Linked DNA regions of Sus scrofa: regions 2, 3 and 4 are each linked to region 1. Evidence: chromatin contacts called from public Hi-C and HiChIP or PLAC-seq data. All regions are on one chromosome and are shown on one strand. The core of a region is the stretch at or near the end of the contact, and the rest is flanking DNA. Distances in the headings are between cores, read along the strand shown.

Region 1 (5,354 bases), core at 2,029-4,528:
GGAGTGAGTGCTTTTTGGCCTTGGTTTCCTGCTCTGAATCCCTAGGCAAGCTAGTTGGATTTAGGCATTTCTTATTCCCTCATTATTATCCACAGTGAATAGAAAGGAGTAATAAACACCATGTGTTTCCTTAACTTTGGCTTTGGGATCCCCTTGGGTTCCACACTTTCTAATCTCAATATGATCCCAATAAAAGTGATGTGAGCTTCCTGAGGCAGGCAGGGCTCACCCTCTGTGCTGACCCCCTTCCTGCATTCCAGTTGCTCAGGGTCCTCCAGAGGCCACTTAAAATATAAGTTGGTGAGCACTGTGTGAGCACAAGTTGCTTGCACACTATAAAAAGACTCTTCTGGGAGTTCCCGCTGTGGTGCATTGGGATTGGTGACACCTCTGGAGCGCTGGGACACAGGTTTGCTCCCCAGCCCTGCAAGGTGGGCTAAGGATCCAGCATTGCCACAGCTGCAGCGTGGATCACAACTGCAGATTGGATCTGATCCCTGGCCTGGGAACTCCATATGCCACGAACAGCCAAAAAGAGGGAAAAAATAAAAAAAGCCTCTTCTAGCCGGTGGACCGGGGGCGGGGGGGTGGTGCATGGAGGCTTCAGAGCTCATGTCTGGACCGATCCCATGTCTTGGGCCTCAAGCCAGATCCTGCCATGACCTGGGAAAGGTAAGACAGGCCAGATGGGCCATGGAGCCCAATCAGGAACCAAGTGGAGCCCCCTGGAGCTAAAATCACGATGTTCCACTTCATGAGGGACCTGAGGACCCCACGTTCTGATGGACCCCTTTGCCATTCACCATCAGCACGTGAACGAGAAGTTGTCAGATGGCTTTGGATATAGCCCCTTCCTCAGCATCACTGGTGGCAACATGCCACTTTAGGATGCTGGGAAGGTGGGGTGGCTTCATGGACATGATTGGGAACATGGAGCACATGACAGCTGGAGGCAACTGCCAGACCTTGTCATCCTCCACTATCATCTACTTCAACATGGCGATGGTGCCTCCAAGGTCTACCAGGCAACATCAGAGGCGCTGAGCCCCAGGTGGGATCCTGGAGATGGGGGACTGCACAGGACTCGGACAGTGGACTGGAGCAGATGTCCATGGGACGTCACTTCCGAGACCAGGCTCACATCCTCCAGTGCTCCCTGAAACCACCGCACAGGAGACCAGGAGAAGCAGCAGGATTACATCCTGGATGAGAGTGAGGCCACATTTAACAATGAATGGCAGAGGGAGACATCCCGATTCTGGCAGCAGTGCCCTCTGGAATTTCACTGGCACAAGGCTTCAAGGGATGTGGGATGAAGGGCTGAAGGGCCTCCCTGCCCAGCTATACAGGGCCCTGAGGACTCCCCCTCCCCATAATCCCACCACCATGCTGACTAGTGAGGGGCCGGGCCTGGCCCCTCAGCTTCTCTTGTACAGGGTGAGAAATCATCCCCTGAAATAACTTTCCTTGTTAACTCCCACTCCCAATTTAATATTAAGTTAACAGGCAAACTGGCTCCTACCTCTCTTTCCCCCTTGCGGGGGTGGGGTGGGGTGGGGGTTGTCTCAAGGAGAACTTCTCATTGCCCCTTTACCTAGTTTTTCCTTCTTTAAGCTCCTTACCATAATGACTCCACTTCTCCTGTGTAACTGCTAACTTGATTTTTCTGTTTGCTGCTTCCATCTCTGAATCTCATCTTCCCTGTCATGCACTGAAGGGGCTTTTGGGGTAAGCTCTGTGTTTAGGGGCCGCCTCCAACCCTCAGCAACCCTAGATCTTTGCCTATTTCCTTCTCAGATCCCCTACTGCCTAGCCAGGGCTGCGTGTGCAAGGAGAGGACGGGTTACCAACCGTTTCTCCTTTCCCAACCCCTGCACATTACAAAGATCTTCCCCACACCCTTTTCTGACTTTATTTTTTGATCTATGAGGTTGCAACAAACTAGGTGTTTTTAGAATAAAGGAGAATGGAAAAAAGGAAGAAAATAGCCTCTTCTGTTCCTAAAGGACCTTAGTAGTCTCTCTGTCACACATTAAGTAATTGCTTACTGCCAACTTTCATTACATGCTGTTCTCTATTGGCTCAATACACTAAATCCCATGCCCTAACTAGATTATAAACCTTTCAAGGACTCTGTCATAGTTTTTTTGTGTCCAAAATAGTGCCTAGAATGAGTGCTACGAAGAAAATGGATACTAATGAGGTCCACCATACTTCTAATGAATAGACGAAGCTCCAGTACCTAACACAGACCCAGAAAATCCACACTCTGCCACTTAATCATTCATAACCAGGGACTTACCGTGCATAATCCTGGGGGGAGATCAGAAACTTCTCTTTCATCTGGAACTCAGCCTTGTTCTCCCACCAGAATTTGTTGGTTGCTTTCTTGTGCTCTGGGCTGAGGTTGGAGAGGATAAGTAATCTCAATGAGAGATTAAAGAATATTACTCAGATATATAGGCATTAAATAAATAATGCAAATTGACGTCTGGGTTTCTGCCTCTGGGCAAGGCTGAGAGATGTATGCTGTTAGTAGTCTCTTCCAGCATCTCCAGTCTCCTCCCAATAAAAATGGAAGAATCTGAGAGGAAGTGATGGGCAGCAACCTTGTCTGAGGCAGCTGCTCAGCTGGCTTTCGAGCTAGACCTCCAACACCACTGGGACCATGGCAGCCATAAACTTGCTACCCTTGATGCCTATAAGAGGATTCAATTATCTACCCTGATCAAATCACAAAAGCGTTCTTCCTCTCACCCACCCCAAACCCTCCCTTCCACAAGTGTGCTCGATTTTGTTATGCGGCTCCTGACACGGCGCTCACCTGGCCAGATGCTCCAGGAGCCCCCCGTGCAGCACGGTCAGGTTTCCGTGGCTCAGGTGTTTCCGCACCTCACAACTGCAGCACAGGCACCAGCAGCTGCGCTCGTGCTCGGGCACGTAACGCTCCACCTGAGCGGCGCGGATCGCCTTGCGGGCAGCCTCTACCTGTGGCAGAAAGGGGGAGAGGCTAAGTGGAACCCCGGCGGGACTTTCAGATCCCAAGCCCTCCGGCCCTCCCTGCTCGCTCGCATCCCCGCCCCCGGGCTTCCATGGTCCCCTCCGGCCTCCTGTCCGCACCTGCGGCAAGAGCCGCTCCAAAGCCACCTTCAGCTGCCGCTGGTGCTTGCGGCTGTAGACGTGCCCGCGACCGCAGAAGAAAGTCTGGCGGCAAAGAGGGCAGCGCTGCGCCGGCGCCATCGGCGCGGGACTCGGGATCCGCGATGCGGAGCTGCTCCTTTGCCGTCCGGTGACCTCTGACCTCTAGGGGGCGGGGCGAACCCATCTGCCCCCAGTGGAGGGCAGGCGCCACTGCAAGCCCTTCTGCGGCTGCGCGGGTTTTCTCCTGGCTGCCTCACGGCGCGCAAACCCAGCCAGTCGTCTAGTCACCTAGTGCTGTGTGTTCGGATGAGGTGGTCGATTTCGCTTGTGCAGATGCGGGGAAAGAGCGCGCAGGTTGGGACACAGACAAGGACCAATACAGACAATGTAACAATCATAACTAGTGTTTAATAGGGTGCTCAGTGTGTGTCCAAAGCTTTTGTTAACTACCTCACGTAGGAGGACCCTTCGTGGCTCAGCGGGTAATGAACCTGACTAGGATCCATGAGGACGCGGGTTCCATCCCTGGCCTTGCTCAACGGGTTAAGGATCCGGTTGGCGTGAGGTGTGATGTAGGTGGCAGACACGGCTCGGATCCTGTAGGCTAACAGCTACAGCTCTGATTGGACCCCCTAGCCTGGGAACTTCCATATGCTAAAGCAAAAAAATTGCAAACCCCCCCAAAAAACTACCTCATGTAATCCTCAGAATAACCCAATGGGATGACTATCCTTACTGGCATTTTGCAAGCAGGAAACTGAGGCGTGAAGGAGGAAGTAATTCTATGGAAGGTTGCACAGGTGTAAAGTGGCAGAGGCAGTACCAGCTGGCTGTTGGGAACACAAACTGAAGGCCTAATCTGAGACCTAATCACACTCATACCACCATGGGGTGTTCTGAGCATTGCTCCTGTAAAGATGTAATGGCAAAGCCAAAAAGGTTGCAGAATCATTGCTAAGAGAAGACATTTTTAATCTGTAAACATGCTCGGAGTTTCCTTATAGCACAGCAAGTTAAGGACCCAGAGTTCTGGTCTCTACTGTGGTGCAGCTTCAATCCTTGACCTGGGAACTTCCGCCTGCCCAGGGTGCAGTAAAAGGAACCCAAAAAACAAAAAACGGTAAACCTGCTAATCTAGAGGAATTTTACTAATTCTTCATAAGCCACTTCTCCCAGAGTCAACTGCCTTCCTATCTCCTTTCAGACCTAAGGTAAATTGCTCCTTCACAGGGCTAAAATCCCCAGACTATCATCTCTACCCTAGAGCTCCCTCCAAAAAAAAGACTGGGTCCTAGCCCAGACCTTACTTGAAAGATGAGCAAATAAAGCTGGTATGGTGTCCCTAGCTTTCCTTAGATTTGTTAACGGTGGAGTTCTCTGGTGGCTCAGTGGATTAAGGATCTAGTGTTGTCACTGCTGTGGCTGGAGTCACTGCTGTGGTGCAGGTTCAATCTCTGGCCTAGGATCTTATGCCTTTTTTTTGGCTGCCAAAAAAAAAAAAAAGATTTGTTGCTGGTGCTGGTGCATTAACCTGGATGGGTTACAATGTCTGTGGGTGTATACAGTCAACTACATAATTCAGACCCAGAAAGTAGTCAGACTCCCCTTCAGGTCTTGACTTCCTGTTGAAGCTTCCCTTTACACTCAGGCCTCTACCATATGTGATCCATTTTCCGTTTTTGTTTGTTTGTTTGGTTGGTTGGTTGGTTTTTTTTGTTTTTTGTTTTTTTTTTAGGGCTGTACCAGTGGCATATGGAGGTTCCCAGGCTAGGGGTTGATTTGGAACTGCAGCTGCTGGCCTACACCACAGCCACAGCAACTTGGGAGCTAAGCCACATCTGTGACCTACACTGCAGGTCACAGCAACACTGGATCACCAACCCACTGAGCAAGGCCAGGGATCAAACCTGCGTCCTCATGGATACTCAGACTCTGGTCTTAAAGTCTCTAAAGTGACTTTCCTGATTAATTTAATGTCTCTAAACAGCCTTCAGGAAATATCTAAATTTTGCAGCATGATTTTTTAACACTAGGTTTCCTAACCTCCTTTTCAGTCTTGTCTCCCACTTGTTCCCCCTTCCCCCTCCCTCCTCCACACTCTCCTCCAGGCAATAGTCCTGCAGTCCTTTTGCTCCTGTGTACTTTAGCATCTCTAGCCTTTGGTTCCCTCTGCCTGATAAATTCTTTCTATTATATAGGGCTCTGAAAGATGA
Region 2 (5,354 bases), core at 1,996-4,495, 180 kb before region 1:
AAAAGCACTTTAAACATCCCTGTTACCTCCTGAAGTTAACGGTCATGATCTAACACCAAACAGCCTTACAGTAGTTTTATACTGTTCCAATATCTGTATCCTATGCTCATCAAGTTACAAAATACCAGAATTCCTTCTCTTCTCATTACCATTACTCAGATGCCCTCTGCCTAAAGTGTGTGCTACTAAAGTTCAAGCCATTCTTTTTTCAATTTTATTTATTTATTTATTTTGCTTTTTAGGGCCACACCTTGGCAAATGGAGGTTCCCAGGCTAGGGGTCCAATCAGAACTACAGCTGCTGGCCTACACCACAGCCACAGCAACATCAGATCCCAGCCTCGCCTGCCACCTACACAACAGCTCTTGGCATGATCCTTAACCCACTGAGTGAGGCCAGGGATCAACCCTGCAACCTCATGGTTCCTAGTTGGATTTGTTCCCACTGTGCCACGACGGAACTCCTCAAGCCATTCTTCATAGTCAACTCAAATATTGTCCTCCTTACCAGACACTCTAGATAGAAATAATCCTTCCCTCAAACTTTCCAGAACCATTTATTTCTCACCTACCACATTAATTTATGCTATACTATCCTTTTTTTTTTTTTTTTTTTTTTTTTTTTTTGCTTTTCAGGGCTGCACCCCTGACATATGGAGGTTCCCACACCAGGGGTCTAATGGGAGCTACAGCTACTGGCCTACACCACAGCCACAGCAACACAGGATCCAAGCTGCAGCTGCCACCTACACCACAGTTCACGTCAACACTGGATCCTTAACCCTCTAAGAGAGGCCAGGGATCAAACTTGCAACCTCATGGTTGCTAGTCGGATTTGTTTCCCCTGCACCACAATGGGAACTCCCATGCTATACTATCTTATTGGCTCTGGTCTTCCACAGTAGCTGGCACAGTGCAGATACACAAGGGTACTTTTTCCCCTCATAGTCAAATCCTAGATTTAATGGAGTATAGGCAAGAAATTAATCTTTGGAGCTGTGTATGAGCTTGCAGGTCACATCCACATCTCTGGCTTAGTTTAAGTCTTACCATTTATATTATGTTCAGTATGGTTTGTATAGAATAGAGTTATAATAATATGTAATATATAATTTGTCCTTTGCTTCTGCTGCAGTAAGCCATATTTCTTTCCATACACAATGGACTTATCCATAAGTCATATGCAATGACTTATCTCTCACATTGGAATGCAGTAGAATCTCTCCTGTGTATCTCCTTAAAACTCCTGGATAGGATCCTCTTCAAAGGAAGACAGGGTTCTGCTGAAATGATCTTTCCTATTTTTACCTCTAAACTGAGGTTTATAGGTGAAAAAAAGGAAAGATTGACTTTTTTCTCACAATTTTCACTTGGCTTGTTTTCAAAATGTCCTAGAGATTGAATTGTTGCTCACAGTGCCATTCTCATTCCTGGATTATTCTAGAGCTGGCTCAGTTTGTATCACATCATGTGACATGTAGCACTCTTCTTATTCCATTTCATCTTCACCCCAAACCACATCCTCATTCTGCACCTGAAAGTCGGTTGACTGAACATATTTGAAAAGTAAATGCTCTTCTGCGGCATGAGATGTTGTTTGTATTCTGTAATCTCTATCCTCAATATATCACTGTGCATCAGCATACCGAGACACTAATTATCCCTTGGAAAATTCCCCAAATAGGCTTCCGTATGAGAAGGACCAGGACAGCAATCTCTACTGCATTCCTAGGCAGGGAGAGAGGGATCTTGGGGGTGGGGGTGGGGATAAATGGAAAACATGCTTTGAAATTAGAAGAAAACTTGTTTCCAGATTTAGGAAATGTGCAGGTTATCTGCAAATAAGTACAGGAACTATTCACATCTAGAAGAACAAGACCAGTTCTTTCCTTTACTCTGTAAAATCTCCACAGAGTCTGAGAAGTACCCTGCAGCCATGAGGAGACAAATAAACATGCATCAGCTTCTGCCTAAATCTACCTGATCCCTAGAAGGACTTTTCTTTCCCCCAAACCTCATGGCTATTTCTTCAGATCGGTTCCTGACAACAGGCATTTGGCCAAAAATGTTGAGGGGGACAGAAATAGGGAGAAATATCTAAAGAAAGAGTCTGGGTATTCCCAATATGGCTTGGGGCTTTGAAACTCAACTAGTATCCATGAGGCTGTGGGTTCAATCCTTGGCATCACTAAGTAGGTCAAGGATCCAGCATTGCAGCCAGCTGTGGTGTAGGTTGCAGATGCGACTTGGATCTCGTATTGCTGTGGCTACGGAATAGGCTGCTGCTATGGCTCTGATTCGACCCCTAGCCTGGGAACCTCCATAAGCCGAGAGTGCGGCCCTTAAAAAGAAAAAACAGAAGAAAGAAGGAAGAAGAGTCTATAGTTCCCTTAATCCACAAGGGGGAAAGGCCTAAAATTTCTGTTGTTTTCATTCTAGCCAGTGTGGTAAACAGAGATCCAGGGGGCAGATGGATGACAAAGCTCCCAGCAGCAAGGGCTGGAGGAGGGTGGGGTGAAGGGAGGGCTGCCTGACAAGGGCAAAGCCCCCACCATTCTCCCTTCCCCAGACTGATTTTTCCAACTACTCATGACTCCCGGAAGAGGCTAGGAACTATCCCTAAGTGGGGGAGGCACCCCCACATTGCTTACTAACTGATTTAAATAGAAAAATGTAGGAGACTCCGGAGAAGGTCAAATAAGTCCACTAGAGGGAGCCCCAATCAACTTAATACCGCAGAGCCAAGCAAGCTATTTTCTCGGCACCTGTGTGAAAATCAACCACATGAGGGAATAGGGGAAGAGAGTCTGTATATTAAGTCACCGTGAAAAAAGATAGCCCTATAAATACCTGGTGAAAACCCAAGCCTTTCAAGATTTATAAAATCAAAAAAATTTTTATTGGGGTTTTGGTTTATGTTTTGGCTTTTTAGGGCCGCACGCCTGGCATATGGAAGTTCCCAGGCTAGGGGTTAAAGCAGACCTGCAGATGCTGGCCTACACCACAGCCACACCAACGCTGGATCTGAGCCGTGTCTGTGACCTATACCACAGCTCACGGCAATGCCGGATCCTTAACTCACTGAGCGGGGTCAGGGATTGAACCAGCATCCTCATGGATCCTAGCCAGGTTCATCACCACTGACCCACGACGGGAACTCCCCAAATCAAGGATTTAAAGACTAGGAAACTGAAGCCAAGCAAGATCAAAAGACTTGCCCAAGTTTACGTATCCGGAGAAGGGATAAGAACTCACAGCAATTGCCTCTAATCAGTGCCCTTCCTTCTCCACCAGCATCTCTGTGTCAGCATCCTGAGGTCCTGAATTTGCCTCTTCTCTGCGTCTCATTTCTCTGAAATGGGAAACTCTCTGGACCACCTTCTCCTGCTTGTTTTTCCCTCATATACCACAGAATGACTTGCTGAAGGGGATCTTCAGTTTTAAGCCTAAAAATATCATTTAGTTGATTACACCTGGGGTGTAAGTTGACCAAAATGGCTACCATCAGTCCTTTTCCTCTGAATCGGCAGGGAAGTGCCATTTCAGACGTGTAAATCTGTAATTTGTGAGTCTTCAAATTGCAGGCAGTGCTACATGGAAGTGAATTATAGCTAGTCAGCTCCAAAGCCCTTTCTCTTCAAACTACACTTAGGATTTGGGGGAAAGAAGAGAATTGACCCTTTGAGACCTTGGTATTTTAAGCTTTGTATATATCCCATTCCACCTTCCTATGAACCTCATGTTTCCCAGTTGCCTGGACAACATGTAGCCTCCAGAAACCCAACCCTCTGGTTCTCAGCCCCGCCCTTGAAGGAAATTTGCCACTCTGGATTGGCTCCCAGTACCCAGTCTCCTTCTCAGGCTCCTAGCTGGTTGGGCCTTCCCTCTGCCTCTCCTCATGAGTGGTTGCACCACAGGGAGACACAACAGAGGCAAGAGAGGATCTTGCAGGAAGGAAGAGGCAGGGTAAGGATGGTGAGAAGAGGGAAGGGACCAGGTAATAAGATTTATTTTCTCTGAAAGATAATTGAGCGGAATGATTTCTGTACTAAGAGCCTGAATGGTAAAGGGAAACAGCTCCATCCTTACCACTGGCCCTAGCTTCGTCTAAATTTCCGAGGAGACCAAGAACAAAAGATTCTGTAAAGTATAAAAGACAGATTTGGAGTTGCCTCTGGGACTCCTGGTTCAGTCGGGGGGGTCAGGAGAGCAACTTCATGTCCAGACCTAAATGTAAGTTCCTTCCTTCCCCCAGGACAGCAAGGAGATGCCACGTAAGACCAAAGAAAAAGGGACAAAAGCTGGAGCACAAAAGAAGAAAAAGAATGCAGGTGCTGGTGAGTCAGATTGTGTGGAGATGGGTGCCCCCTGCTTCTCCATGTTCTGTCTCAGAGACCAAGCAGAGGTCCCTCAGAGAGAATTCAGCCTCTGCAGGACAAGACAGAGCTGCCTTGACCTTCCCCTGCATAGCCTCACATTTCGGTTCCATGAAGCTGTGAATGTGGGGAAATCAGCACTCATGCCTCCCCTGAGCTGCTTCTGGCTCTCTGCCTTCCTTGTATGTTCATTACACATCTTTTGAGAACCTACTATGTGCTGGGCACTGAACTCATGAGATTCTGCCATCAGAGATCCCTTTTGGGGGTGGGGGTGGTGCACCTGGGGCATATGGAAGTTTACATGCTAGGGGTTTAATTGGAGCTACAGCTGCTGGTCTATACACAGTCACAGCAACACAGATCTGAGCTGCATCTGCAACCTACACCACAGCTCTCAGCAAAGTCAGATCCTTAACCCACTAGGTGGGTCCAGAGACGTAACCCACGTCCTCATGGATACTAATTGGGTTCAGTTCCACTGAGCCATGACAGGAACTCCAGAGATCTCTTACTGAGCAGTCCTCAGATCTCTGGCAAAAAGAAAGTCCCAAGTGTGAGGTGAGGATGGAAAGGGAGTAAGGAGGCTGAGCTCCTGTTAAGCTGAAGTTCTGTCATCTTGCCAGGGCAGATGTGGAGGCTGAATCCATGCACAGGCTGGCACTGCTAGAAAAGGAGTTGCTCCGAGACAACTTGGGTAAGAAGGGTGGAAATTCTGGGAGCAGTAGAGGTGGAACAATGGGCATTTCTGTATCCCTGGGAGTTCGACCGTTTGGAGCTATGGTGGAGGGCAGAGCTGACCTCTAACCTCCCTCTAGCGGGAAAAGTTTGTCAAGAGTTGGAATTGTAAGGAAAGGGTGGGCAGTAAGGGTTGACAAAGGCAGGGCTTTTTTTGTTTTTTGTTTTTGGGCTCTTTAGGGCCAAACCCATGATATATGGAAGTTCCCAGGCTAGAGGTCAAATCAGAACTGCAACTGCC
Region 3 (5,354 bases), core at 1,601-4,100, 170 kb after region 1:
TCACATCTGGCGTTGCTGTGGCTTTTGTGTAGGCCCGCAGCAATAGCTCCAATTAGACCCTTAGCCTGGGAACCTCCATATGCTGTAGGTGCGGCCCTAAATAGACCAAAAATGACCAATACATTTTGGGAAACATTTTACAACAATTATACAATTATCAGGTGACTTCGCTGGGGATAGAAACCTATCCCTCTAGAAACCATATATACCACAGTTCACCTGAACTATTACACTCAATGTGGTCAAAGATTTACGTAATGCTTTTTTTTTTTTTTGTCTTTTTAGGGCTACACCCACTACATATGGAGGTTCCCAGGCTAAGGGTCCAATTGGAGCTGTAGCTGCCGGCCTAAGCCACAGCCACAGCCACTCGGGATCCGAGCCTCGTCTGCGACCTACACCACAGGTCACAACATCGGATCCCTAACCCACTGAGCGAGGCCAGGGATCGAACCTGAGTCCTCATGGACACTAGTTGGGTTCTCTAACCACTGAGCCACGACGGGAACTCCTCATGCAATACTTGAAAGAAACATTTTATAAAGATACTACGTGCACTATCAAATAATTCACCTGTGTCATATTTTTCTACTGTTCTTATTAATCTGTTTGAACTAGGGAGAAAAAAAGATCTTGAGATAGTTGAATTGGATCTATCAACCACCGGATCTATGAACCAAGAAGAAAAGGGCCAAGGGTTAATAGTTTAATTCTATATCATCTATATTTCTCATCGGAAAGCTGAAAAGGGCTGACATAAACAAACTGGAGGGATATCTGACAATCTTATAACAATATTATGCAGACTCTTGAAAGGTTTTAACCCTGGCAGATTTTTAGGTGAGAATAGGCAGCTATTTCATATTCTGCTCTTGGCTGCAGAAGAAATGGCACCTCACTTTTGGTTTTTGTCAAGACCTCAGTCAGGCCCCCTTTGAAGGTAACAGTTTATTTATGAACACATCCCTTTCCTTTGGCTGGTCTGAGCGGTCTAGGGAAAGAGACCTGAGCGGGCTGTGGCCTGTTTTAAATCCCTAGGCTCTCCTCCCTCCCACTCCCTTTTTGCTCTCCTCCCCTTCACATTCCTGCTACTTGGAAAGACAGTGAGGCCTCATACTTCAACATTTTCTTAAAGAACCACTTAGCCATTCTTTCTCCGGGATGGGCACAAGATGCCAGTTATTCCCTTAAATGAGTGGATGTTTTAAAAGCTGGGTGGGAGACCACATACTACAAATTTAGATGAACAAATTAAAGGGAATTAAAAAATCTCAAGAACAGCTTTTTCACACTTCTCTACCACCTTTCCTTAGGCTGTGTGGAAATAAAATAAACGAAGACCACCAATGAGAACAGGCTATTCATTCAAAGCTTGCTGTAACAAGGGAGCCAGCCGCCTTCTCTTAGTTTGGTAGACTTAGAGGCCGGCAGTTTAAAAAAAAAAAAAAAAAAAAAAAAAAAAATTAAATTAAAAAAAAAGGGCAGGGGGCGGCGGTAAAGCTTCAGGGTATGCTCTGATTGGAGGTTGTTAACACGGGGTAGCTGGAGGCGGGCTAACTAGAAACTGGGCATCTTAAGTGATTGGTTTGAGGGAATATATTTGGCTTTCTCTGATTGGTCCCGAGTTGGGAGCAGGGGCAAAAATTCGGGAAGCTGGCAGTCAACGACGAAGTTTTTTGCCCCTTCCGTCACTGCAGAGGCTGTGGTTTCGCCTCTCGTGCTACTGGAAGCAGAAGTTGAGGGTCGTCAACACATGGTTTGGTCATTGCCCTGTATATTGTCTCTCAGCTGGGTGAGACCCAGGTTTATATTTTCCCTGGACCTAACTTAAACGTTCTAGCTTCCAGTTCTTGTTTTACCTGGAACAAGAGTCCATTCCTGTTATTTTTGTTAAGGATAAACGGAGACATTCAGATGTGAAAAATATTTATGGGTATAAATACATAATTATCTTTCTGATGAGGGTCAATCTGGAAAGGGAGTCGCCTTCGGTCTTCTGGTTCCCCATTTATGTGCAGAGCTCTTATTCCTATAATAACTGACTCAGTGTTTCTTTCCTTTGGGAGAGGCTAGGCCTCCCTGGTTCCCTCTCTGAGAATTGCTCTTTGGAGCAGAGCGAGGAGGATCGCTGCCCCAGTGTCCCATTCTCTTTCCTGAGGCTCGCTCTCCGGGTTCCGGCCGTGGTCGCACCTTGGCTACTCAGCATCCCAACACCCCCGCGCCAGATCCGCCTCTACAGTCTCCCCCACCCCCCGCTTGCCCTGACACAGCGCCCCCTGTCCCCAGCCCCGCGCGCTCCCCGGGGTTCTCCCCGCTGCACCGGTCCCGGCTGGCCCCCCTTCCGGTGCCCAAACCCCGGCGCGCGCTGGCGCCTCCAGACTACTGGTTCCGCGTGTTCCTGGATGGAGGCCGGAGGGGCTCGGACGCGACCCCTCGGTCCTGCAGCAGCCTCCTTCGCCCGCGGGAGATGTCAGGTCAGCTCTCCCGTCCCCGAGCCGCTACCCGGTCTTTGGTCAGGAAAAAGCAGATCCTCCTCAGGTCCCACGCTCCCGATTTCCACTCTAGGGGGACCCTTCCCAGCGACCATTCCCCTATCATTTCTCCTCAGCTGTAGAAAGAGCAGCCCTCCTTTCCCTTCAGAAAGGGAGCCGTATTTCCCTTCCGACTTCCCCTCCACCGGGGCCCCGTGAGTCCCGGATCCGTAGGAAAGCACAGGCCTTCATTTTCTCCTCGGGTAGGTTCCCTGGCCAGGATTTGTCCTGTCGCGAAGCAGGACAGACTGAGACGCCGCGGCCGACACAGCTGCGGCGGCGGCCGGAGTCTCGCCATCTTGCGCGGAGGAGGAGCCGCAGCGGCCGCCATGCGGAGAACGCAGGGAGGAGGGGGGCAGGGAGCGGGGGAGCCGAGTTAGCTCAGTCCGGGCGGCGGCTTCGACGGCGCCTTGAGCGCGGGCAGCGGCGGAGGTAGGGCTGGACGGCCCCGGGAGCGGGCAGGCGCTGGCTGGTCGGCAGTGCAGCCCTGGCAGCTGAGCGGGGGCGGGGCGGGAGGAGGCCGAAGCGAGGGGCCGGGTGGGGGCGGGCGGAGGTTTCCGAGGAGGAAGGAGCGGCCGCCATTTTGGGAGCTTCGAGTCAACAATAAAGGACCGGGGGTGCCGAGCGGGAGTGGCCTCGGTGGTAGGACTCGGGCTCGAGCCGCGGGAAGTGGGGTGAGGCGGGGGGGTGGAGGTCGGCGTTGACGCCGAGGCTGCGGGTAGCCCCCCGGCAGCTCTGAAAGGGGGTCTGAGGTGGAGGCCTGAGGCCTGGCCGGGCCCTGGGGAGGAAGGCGGGTGGCGGGCGGCAGCTGTGTGGGGTGGGGGCGCCCGGGAGGAGTAGGATGGAGCAATGTGGTGCGCGACAGGGTCTGGAGAAGGAGCGGGCGAAGTTCGCAGAGGAGTTTTGTAGAAGATGAGGGAAGGTGGGACCGTAGGAGGCAGCAAGGACTTAGGGAGATGGTGGAGGTTACTGGGTAAAAGGCGGCCCTATAGGGGGCGGCAGGGATATGCGGTGTCGGGAGAGCTTGGTTTGGAAGAGGACCGGCTGTTTGATCTGAGTAAGGCCGTGTAGGTCAATAACAAGGCGGTGATCTTGGAGCCCCGGATTCTTGGAGAAAAGAACAGGCCTTCTGACTTAAGGGTTTCTCTTTGGGGCCTTTTTGGGGGAGTCCCTATTGTTCCCTACCCGCGGAGCTGGTTCCCTGCTCTTGTTGCGCAGATACGATTGCAGGGCTCCAGCCCTTTTGTGTTTATGGGTCCAGAGAGCTGACTTGAAGTGTGTGGGTTTTTTTGGGTGGGGGTGAGAAGATAGAAGCAAGAAATGATTTCCCTACAATTAGGGAGCTCGAATCATTGGCTTGTTTCTTTCCCTTATCGCCCAGTCCCCTTTCTCTTCGACAGTCCCCTCATCCCTTCAAAATAGAACAGTCACTCTAACTTGCACACCAAGCTTAGAGAAACTGCGCTGCATTTGCAAACAAAAGGTCTTTTTGGAGATGACGGTACAGTTTGGCGTGTGAAACTGTCAGTTGCTAACTACGATCTGGAAAGTGCTGTAATTAACTCCGCTAGGGGCTCCTCCCAACTAGTCTGTGTGTCGTTCGTATTTTTGAAAATGTAGAAATATAACTTGCAAATCTAAATTGAGAAAGGGTAGGAGGAATATTTCCTTTCCTGAGACATAAAGCTGCAGTGCAGGCTTTAGCTTAATTAAGAGGGGAGCAGTTATCACATAGTCACATTTTGGATATAGGAAGATAGAAGGTCTTGTGTGTATAATGGACAGTGATGATATCATTTAATCTTTAGAGGTTGCCTTCTTCATCCTCTTAGTGCTTTGCAAACCAGTCTTCTGGTGTGAAGTAGCTGGTATTGCTGATCATAATATAAACCTGTCAATACTGGAAACCACTTACTACCTTGAACTGAAATTAGGTGGCTGTTAACCACCCTCTGCTTAAGAGGACTTTCAGCTTCTTGGGAGACGTGGAAATAGACAGCTTTGTGTATGTGATGATCAAGATTTGCTTTTGAGCAGCTTGATTTTTATTTAAAAAAAAAACCTCAAAGAGTATTTTAAAAGATTTTATAGTTTGAGAAATCTCGGTATATGGCAAGAAAACATTAACTAGTAAGCTAGTGTATTTTTGGTAAAACATTTAAAGCAGTTGACAAACCAAACAGGCCTTTATTTTCTGGCTTTTTCTGCCTGGCTTTTAAATTAAGTTTTTATTTACAAATAATTTGATTGGGGAATAGTTTTTTAAAATTTAACTATTAATTGGTACTCTGGGTTTCCTGGAGAGTTTGATCAAAGTTACTAGTGTTTTTAGCCTCTCACAGATTTTTTTTTTAATAGAAGTAAATTCCTTTTTGTGTTTTTGTAATTTAAAAGCAGTGCTATTTCAAGTTGGGATATGCCTTTTGAAAAGTGTTATACTAAAAATTATACCAGTTTTGTAGTATTCAGATTTAATTAATGTAGCTAAAGATTTTCTTGGCTGTTTTTCAAGCAAAAGTGTATACATTTTATATCCCTTGACTGCTTCAGTTATTGTTTTAAGGGTCAAAAACTTAGAAAGGAAAAAGAAATGCATTTTTCTTTATAAAGTTTAATTTCTGTGGTTGCAATTTATAAGGGCATAAATAGGTTTTTCTGAAAGCATAAAATTAAGTCAAAAGCTCAACTCTTCAAGTATTCTTACCGTCAGAAATAGAAAAAAATTAATGAATTGCCTTGTTCGTATGTAGATTTACATTAAGTTGTGCTGACACTTCATTGAGTTGTAATTGAGTGTAATGAATCATTGACATTTAGAGGTGT
Region 4 (5,354 bases), core at 822-3,321, 130 kb before region 1:
CCTTCACCCTCCCTGCCTTGGAGTTCTTTGGCAAGAATGAAGTAAGACAGGCATGAGAACATCTTTGAAAATCAGCAGCGCTCTACAGGTACAAGGATTTTTGCTCACCGCTGGGGACAACCCCCACAACACAGCCCCCACATTCCATGCCAGCCCTCAAAGACAGGAGTCTACCCTGGAAGGAAGAAGGAAAACTCCTCAAGGACCAGAGGTGATAGTGTCAACTTAGAAGAGGAAAGTTTCAATAACCCATTGAATCTAGTGTCCCATAGTGCTTACAGGTGTAGGGGCGGTGCAGACCGTGGCACCTCAGCTGTGCCCACAGTGAGTGAGGGGTCATTTTAGTGGGCCCCATCCTGCAGAATTTGCAGAACGGGGACACCCAGGCCTCCGGCTCCCAAAGGGGCAGCTCCTGGGGGCCCAATGCTCTCCACCAGGCTGCTCCCTTACCCCGTTTGCGCCAGCAGGGCCCCTCCCTCACGGAATAGGAGAGCTCCACGAACTCAATGTCCACGGCTGAGCGCTTGGGTAGGTGGGAGAAGCGCTGGGCTTCGGTGATGTGGTTCTCCACCTTCTTGAGGTGCGTGGTCAGCATTGGGGGCTCCGCCCCATCCTCCAGCGCCACGGCCATGGCCACAGCCCCAGGTCCTAGTCCACAGCCCACAGCCTCCAGCGCCTTCTCCGCCATCACGCCGCCGCCGCCGCCGCCGCCGGCCTGCAGAAAGAGGGCCTGCTCAGTTTCGGGCAGACCTCGATCCCTGGCTCAAAGCGCCCTTGCTTTCTAATGCTGCCCTCGCCCCCAGTCCCCGCCTCCTCGGGGTAGATCGGCTACTGGGAGCATCCTACAGCCCACCGCCGGAGCACCTGCCCTCCGCCGACCACTACTCCCGCGCAGCAACGTTCAGTCCACACCTCTCCTCGGTCCCGGGCAGCCCCAGCCCCAGCCTGGCCCCAGCCCGGTCCCTCAAAGCCCTCGCCCGCTCCCTCCTCCCCACCGAGGCTCTAATCTCCTTACCCCGCAGGCCAGCAGCCCCTGGGGACTAGATGGGGGAGGGGAAAAAAGAAGGGGTGGCCGACGGAGGTTGCCTGCTGGGAGGTCAGGGTAGCAGGGTGAGCGCAGGGTGGACCAGGCAAAGGCGGTGGAAGAGCAGGCTCTGAGCCTCCCGCTGCGTCCCCCTCCCCATCCCTAGGAGATACGCCCCGGCCGGCCCCTCCCGCCGGCGCCCCTGGGTCCGCGGGACCTGGGCTCTCCCCAAAGATCGGCGCACCACCCGGACTCAAAACCCCCACTGCCAATTAAGCCCCTCAAGGCGGGCTCACTTCCTCTCACCTCCCGCGTGCCTGGTCACCTTGACGCGCTCCCGGGCCGATTTGGAGCCGGGATGCTTAGCGCGGCCACGGGCCAAGGATGGAGACTTTGGGCCCTCCTTACCTGCCTCAGGCTGCGGCACCGGCGTCCCGGCTCCCGGTCCCGGCGGCCGGGCCGGGGCGGGGCCGGGGCGGGGCAGGCGACAGGGGAGGGCCCGGGCCTCAAGTCGGAGGAGAGATGACTAGGTTGGGAAGGGGTGATTGCGGTGCGCCCCTACTCCGCTCGGCCGCGCACACCCGGTTCCCTGAGCCCCTCAGCGCTGTGTCCTCCCGAACCAGCCGGGCGACTGCGCTCTGCTCCGCTGCTGCTCCCGGGTCCCGCTGTTCTTAAAGGGCCCGCGCCGCCCCTCAGTCCGCTGGGAGCGAGGATGGCGAAGGGGAGAGCCGAGCCAGCGACGCAGGGTGCCGGAGCTGGTGCAATTGTGGACCCAGGACTGGGGACTGGTGGCGAAGGGCAGACTTGGGGGCAGTGAGGAAAGGAGAACTGAAGTCACTCAGAGGGGACGGCTTCCTGGATTATAGACTATACAATGGTGATGGGGGAGGGGGTACAGATTCCATCACTCTCAAGGGATTGCGAAGCTGTCAGACTGTCTGCACTGCCCCCCCCCCCCATCGATTTCCCTCAGTTCTGGCCCTTGAGCTCAGGCACACACACCTCCGCCCTCGAATCCCCAAACTAGATAAAACGGCTTTGAAAGCAAGTCTTGGAACCTCCTCCATACTACCACCCCCACAGCCCACAACCGCACCCCGCCCCCAGCCCTCCCCCCAAGCCATTCCCTCTCTCAGGGAGAGACTAGTTTAAAAGGGACGGAAGGTGGCCGTTTTGGCGGAGCATGCAGGCAGCTAGCTCCAAGGTTAAACTGGTACCCAGAGTTGAGCCTGCTCTGATGGTGGAAATCTTTATTCTCCCGGGCAAATTCGGGCCCTTAAGACAGGCAATGCCTGATGCTGGAGGCACCTGTGTGCCAAGGCCTACACACAGGGCTCCCAGAACACTGACATGCGTGCCTTCTCTCCCTCATCCCACAAGCCTTCAAATGTAGATCCCCAGAGCACTCTTGAGGCTTTCTCCTGCTCTGCTCCTTTCTCAGGCAATTCCTCTTGGCCCCTGCCTGCCCTGGCCCCAGTCTTCAAGGGGTAAGTAGGTTAGCTGACTGAGACATGTGACCTGAGCTTTTAAGTTCCCACCTGTCACACAGCAGAGACGATGGGAGGGGACGCTGCTGGTGATGCTGCCACCGCTGAGGCTTCTTCTTACTGCAGCAGATGAGAGGTTACTAGCAGTCAAACCTCTCCCCTCCTGGTTCCCCTCCCCCTGCCCCACCAGCCTCTCCGCAGCCTGGAGGCTGGCGGCCCCTGCAGGACATTTCCAGGCCCCATCCTGTGGCAGAATTTCACACTGGTTTTGTTTTGGTTTTTTTTTTTTTTTTTTTTTTTTGCTTTTTAGGGCCACACTCGCGGCATATGGAGGTTCCCAGGCTAGGTGTCAAATCAGAGCTACAGCTACTGGCTTACAGTATAGCTCATGGCAACGCCAGATCCTTAACCCACTGAGCGAGGCCAGGGATAGAACCCACAACCTCATGGTTCCTAGTGGGATTCGTTTCTGATGCGCCATGACAGGAACTCCTTTATACAGATGTTAGGTCCAATTCTCTCTACCTTCCCCCACCCTCGACCCCATGCTCCAGAGCACCAACCTCCAGTGCTCTGCTGTGGACTTCCCGCCCCAAGAGTTGCATTATCTCATTTAATGCTCACACTATCCCTATGAGGAGGGTATTTCAACATCTCTTTAGAAATAAAGAGGAGTTCGGAGTTCCCATCGTGGCTCAGTGGTTAATGAATCCAACTAGGAACCATGAGGTTGCGGGTTCAATCCCTGGCCTTGATCAGTGGGCATTGCCGCAAGCTGTGGTGTAGGTTGCAGACACGGCCCGGATCCCGCGTTGCTGTGGCTCTGGTGTAGGCCGGTGTCTACAGCTCCGATTCGACCCCTAGCCTGGGAACCTCCACATGCCGTGGGAGCAGCCCTAGATAAAGCAAAAAACAAAACAAAACAAAAACAAACAAACAAACAAAAAATAAAGTCTCTAAAAAAAAAAAAGAACTCAGCTAGTATCCATGAGGATGTGGGTTTGATCCCTGGCCTCCCTTAGTGGGTTAAGGATCCAGCATTGCCGTAAGCTGTGGTGTAGGTTACAGATTCGGCTCGGATCCCACATTGCTGTGGCTGTGGCATAGGCTGGCAGCTGCAGCTCCGATCTGACCCCTAGCCTGGGAACTTCTATGTGCTGCAGGTGCAGGCCTAAAAAGAAAAAAAGAAATAAAGAAACTGAGGCATAGGTAGGCTAAGTAATGTACCCCAGAGGACATGCTCAGTTGGGAGAAGAACAGGGCTTGAACCCTAAAGTCCTGGCCTTTACCCGCTCTGCTATAAGGCCTCTGGGAACCCTATTCTCAAACAGACTGTCTCCCTTCATTTTCTAGACAGGCTCGTCAGAGTCGAGTGACACTCCCCTCCATTCCCTGGCATATGACTTCCCAGGTCTCAGGAAAATGTTCTGCCCTTCCTTAGGAAGACCCTGTCCCCATTCCTCAGGACAGCCTTTCCTACCTGCAGAGGCCAACATTTCCAAGCCTTCTATCAGTTTTCCACCCTGTGGGATTCACTCCCCTGCCACAGAGCAGTGGTCCTGAGCCTTGACTGAAAGTTGACATCACTTGGGACTTTCAAGAGCTGTTTAGATAATACTCTGAACAGTTCATTCTGATCTCTAAGGTGGCATCCTGGCATTAGCATTTTTAAAAGCTTCCCAATCGATCCCACTGAGTAGGTAAAGGGCAGCCACTGCCCCAGATGAACCTTCCATTCCCTGGATTAAGGGTTCTGCCATGCACTCACTAAAGGCCTCTCTCTTCTTTAGAATGAGCCTCCCCACTCTCTAGGCTACCCTCTCCCCCTTCCTTTTTCTTTCGTTCTTTTTTTTTTTTTTTTGGTGTTTTTAAGGTCGCACCCACTGCATATGGAAGTTCCCAGGCTAGGGGTTGAATCTGAGCTGTAGTCACCAGCCTATACCATAGCTCAGGGCAACACAGGATTCTTAACCCACTGAGCAAGGCCAGGGATTGAGCCTGCATCCACATGGACACTAGTGGGGTTCTTTACCACTGGGCCACCATGGGAACTCCCTCTCCCCAACTCGTGAATATATCTTCCATGTCCTGAATTTGGAGTCAGAAGGTTATTTGGTTTTGTTGTTGTTGTTGTTGTTGTTTAAAGAGTCCTTTTATTTTTTTATTTTACTTTATTTATTTTTTGTCTTTTTAGGGCCATATCCACGGCATATGGAGGTTCCCAGGCTAGGAGCTGAAACAGAGTTGCAGCTGCCTGCCTACACCACAGCCACAGCAACCCGGGATCCGAGCCAGGTCTGCGACCTACACCACACCTCACAGCAATGCCAGATCCTTCCCACTGAGCAAGGCCAGGGATTGAACCCGAAACCTCATGGTTCCTAGTCAGATTGTTTCCACTGAACCACGACAGGAACTCCTAGATGAAGAATTTTTATTCTCAAGAACAGATCATACACCCTTACTCTCCAGGTCAGATTTGCCATGGTTCAAGGTCATTTCATTTCCTTGTGAAAGGAAGGGAAACTACATTTATTGTATGTCAACTATGTGCTAAGCACCAAGCATAGAGATGTGCTCTCCAAAGAAAAAGCTACGTCTGTTTCTTTCGGCCCTTAATTCCCAGATCCTGTGCACAAAGAAAACCCACTCAATAGATATTTGTTCACTAAACAGTCTACCCAGTCCTTAAAACAAATTTGAGGCAAGTATTATCCTCCTGTGTTTCAGATGTTTCGGATAAGGAAACTGAATCTGAGGAATGTATAAACATGAGGTCACACGACTCATGTGATAGGTTTGGGGATCCGAATTCAAGGCTGGACATTGTGTTGTGGTTTTTG

What was found. Hi-C and Micro-C count contacts between places; a contact is called where the count stands out from the background. HiChIP or PLAC-seq counts read pairs in DNA pulled down with a chosen protein or histone mark.
Region 2: a Hi-C map of embryonic fibroblasts shows a contact between it and region 1, with 4 times the contacts expected there. The contact joins the promoter of CCDC153 here to the promoter of CCDC84 in region 1. A contact is called at or near these places in 1 of 5 promoter capture datasets (fetal liver), 6 of 47 Hi-C or Micro-C datasets (embryonic fibroblasts, heart right ventricle, liver and 1 more) and 2 of 2 datasets of contacts at active chromatin or transcription factors (alveolar macrophages and skeletal muscle).
Region 3: an H3K27ac HiChIP or PLAC-seq map of alveolar macrophages shows a contact between it and region 1. The contact joins the promoter of DDX6 here to the promoter of CCDC84 in region 1. A contact is called at or near these places in 1 of 5 promoter capture datasets (fetal skeletal muscle), 1 of 47 Hi-C or Micro-C datasets (liver) and 2 of 2 datasets of contacts at active chromatin or transcription factors (alveolar macrophages and skeletal muscle).
Region 4: a contact with region 1 is called in a Hi-C map of fetal liver, with 1.7 times the contacts expected there. The contact joins the promoter of ABCG4 here to the promoter of CCDC84 in region 1. A contact is called at or near these places in 1 of 47 Hi-C or Micro-C datasets (fetal liver) and 1 of 2 datasets of contacts at active chromatin or transcription factors (alveolar macrophages).

Annotation. Positions count from the first base shown.
Region 1 is chr9:46,228,334-46,233,687 of Sscrofa11.1, reverse strand. CCDC84 (coiled-coil domain containing 84) reads right to left here and starts at 3,278. Exons shown (of 11, transcript NM_001244396.1): 1 at 3,121-3,278; 2 at 2,825-2,988; 3 at 2,303-2,401. The coding sequence starts at 3,240. It also overlaps the pseudogene LOC110255442.
Region 2 is chr9:46,410,327-46,415,680 of Sscrofa11.1, reverse strand. It overlaps CCDC153 (coiled-coil domain-containing protein 153), which reads left to right and starts at 3,245. Exons shown (of 7, transcript XM_021062967.1): 1 at 3,245-3,974; 2 at 4,255-4,336; 3 at 5,007-5,072. The coding sequence starts at 3,972.
Region 3 is chr9:46,060,753-46,066,106 of Sscrofa11.1, reverse strand. It overlaps DDX6 (probable ATP-dependent RNA helicase DDX6), which reads left to right and starts at 2,850. Exons shown (of 13, transcript XM_021062947.1): 1 at 2,850-2,963. It overlaps LOC106504894 (proline-rich receptor-like protein kinase PERK2), which reads right to left. Exons shown (of 2, transcript XM_013979478.1): 2 at 2,720-3,517. The coding sequence ends at 2,720.
Region 4 is chr9:46,361,263-46,366,616 of Sscrofa11.1, reverse strand. ABCG4 (ATP-binding cassette sub-family G member 4) reads right to left here and starts at 2,071. Exons shown (of 15, transcript XM_013979467.2): 1 at 1,433-2,071; 2 at 451-715. The coding sequence starts at 688.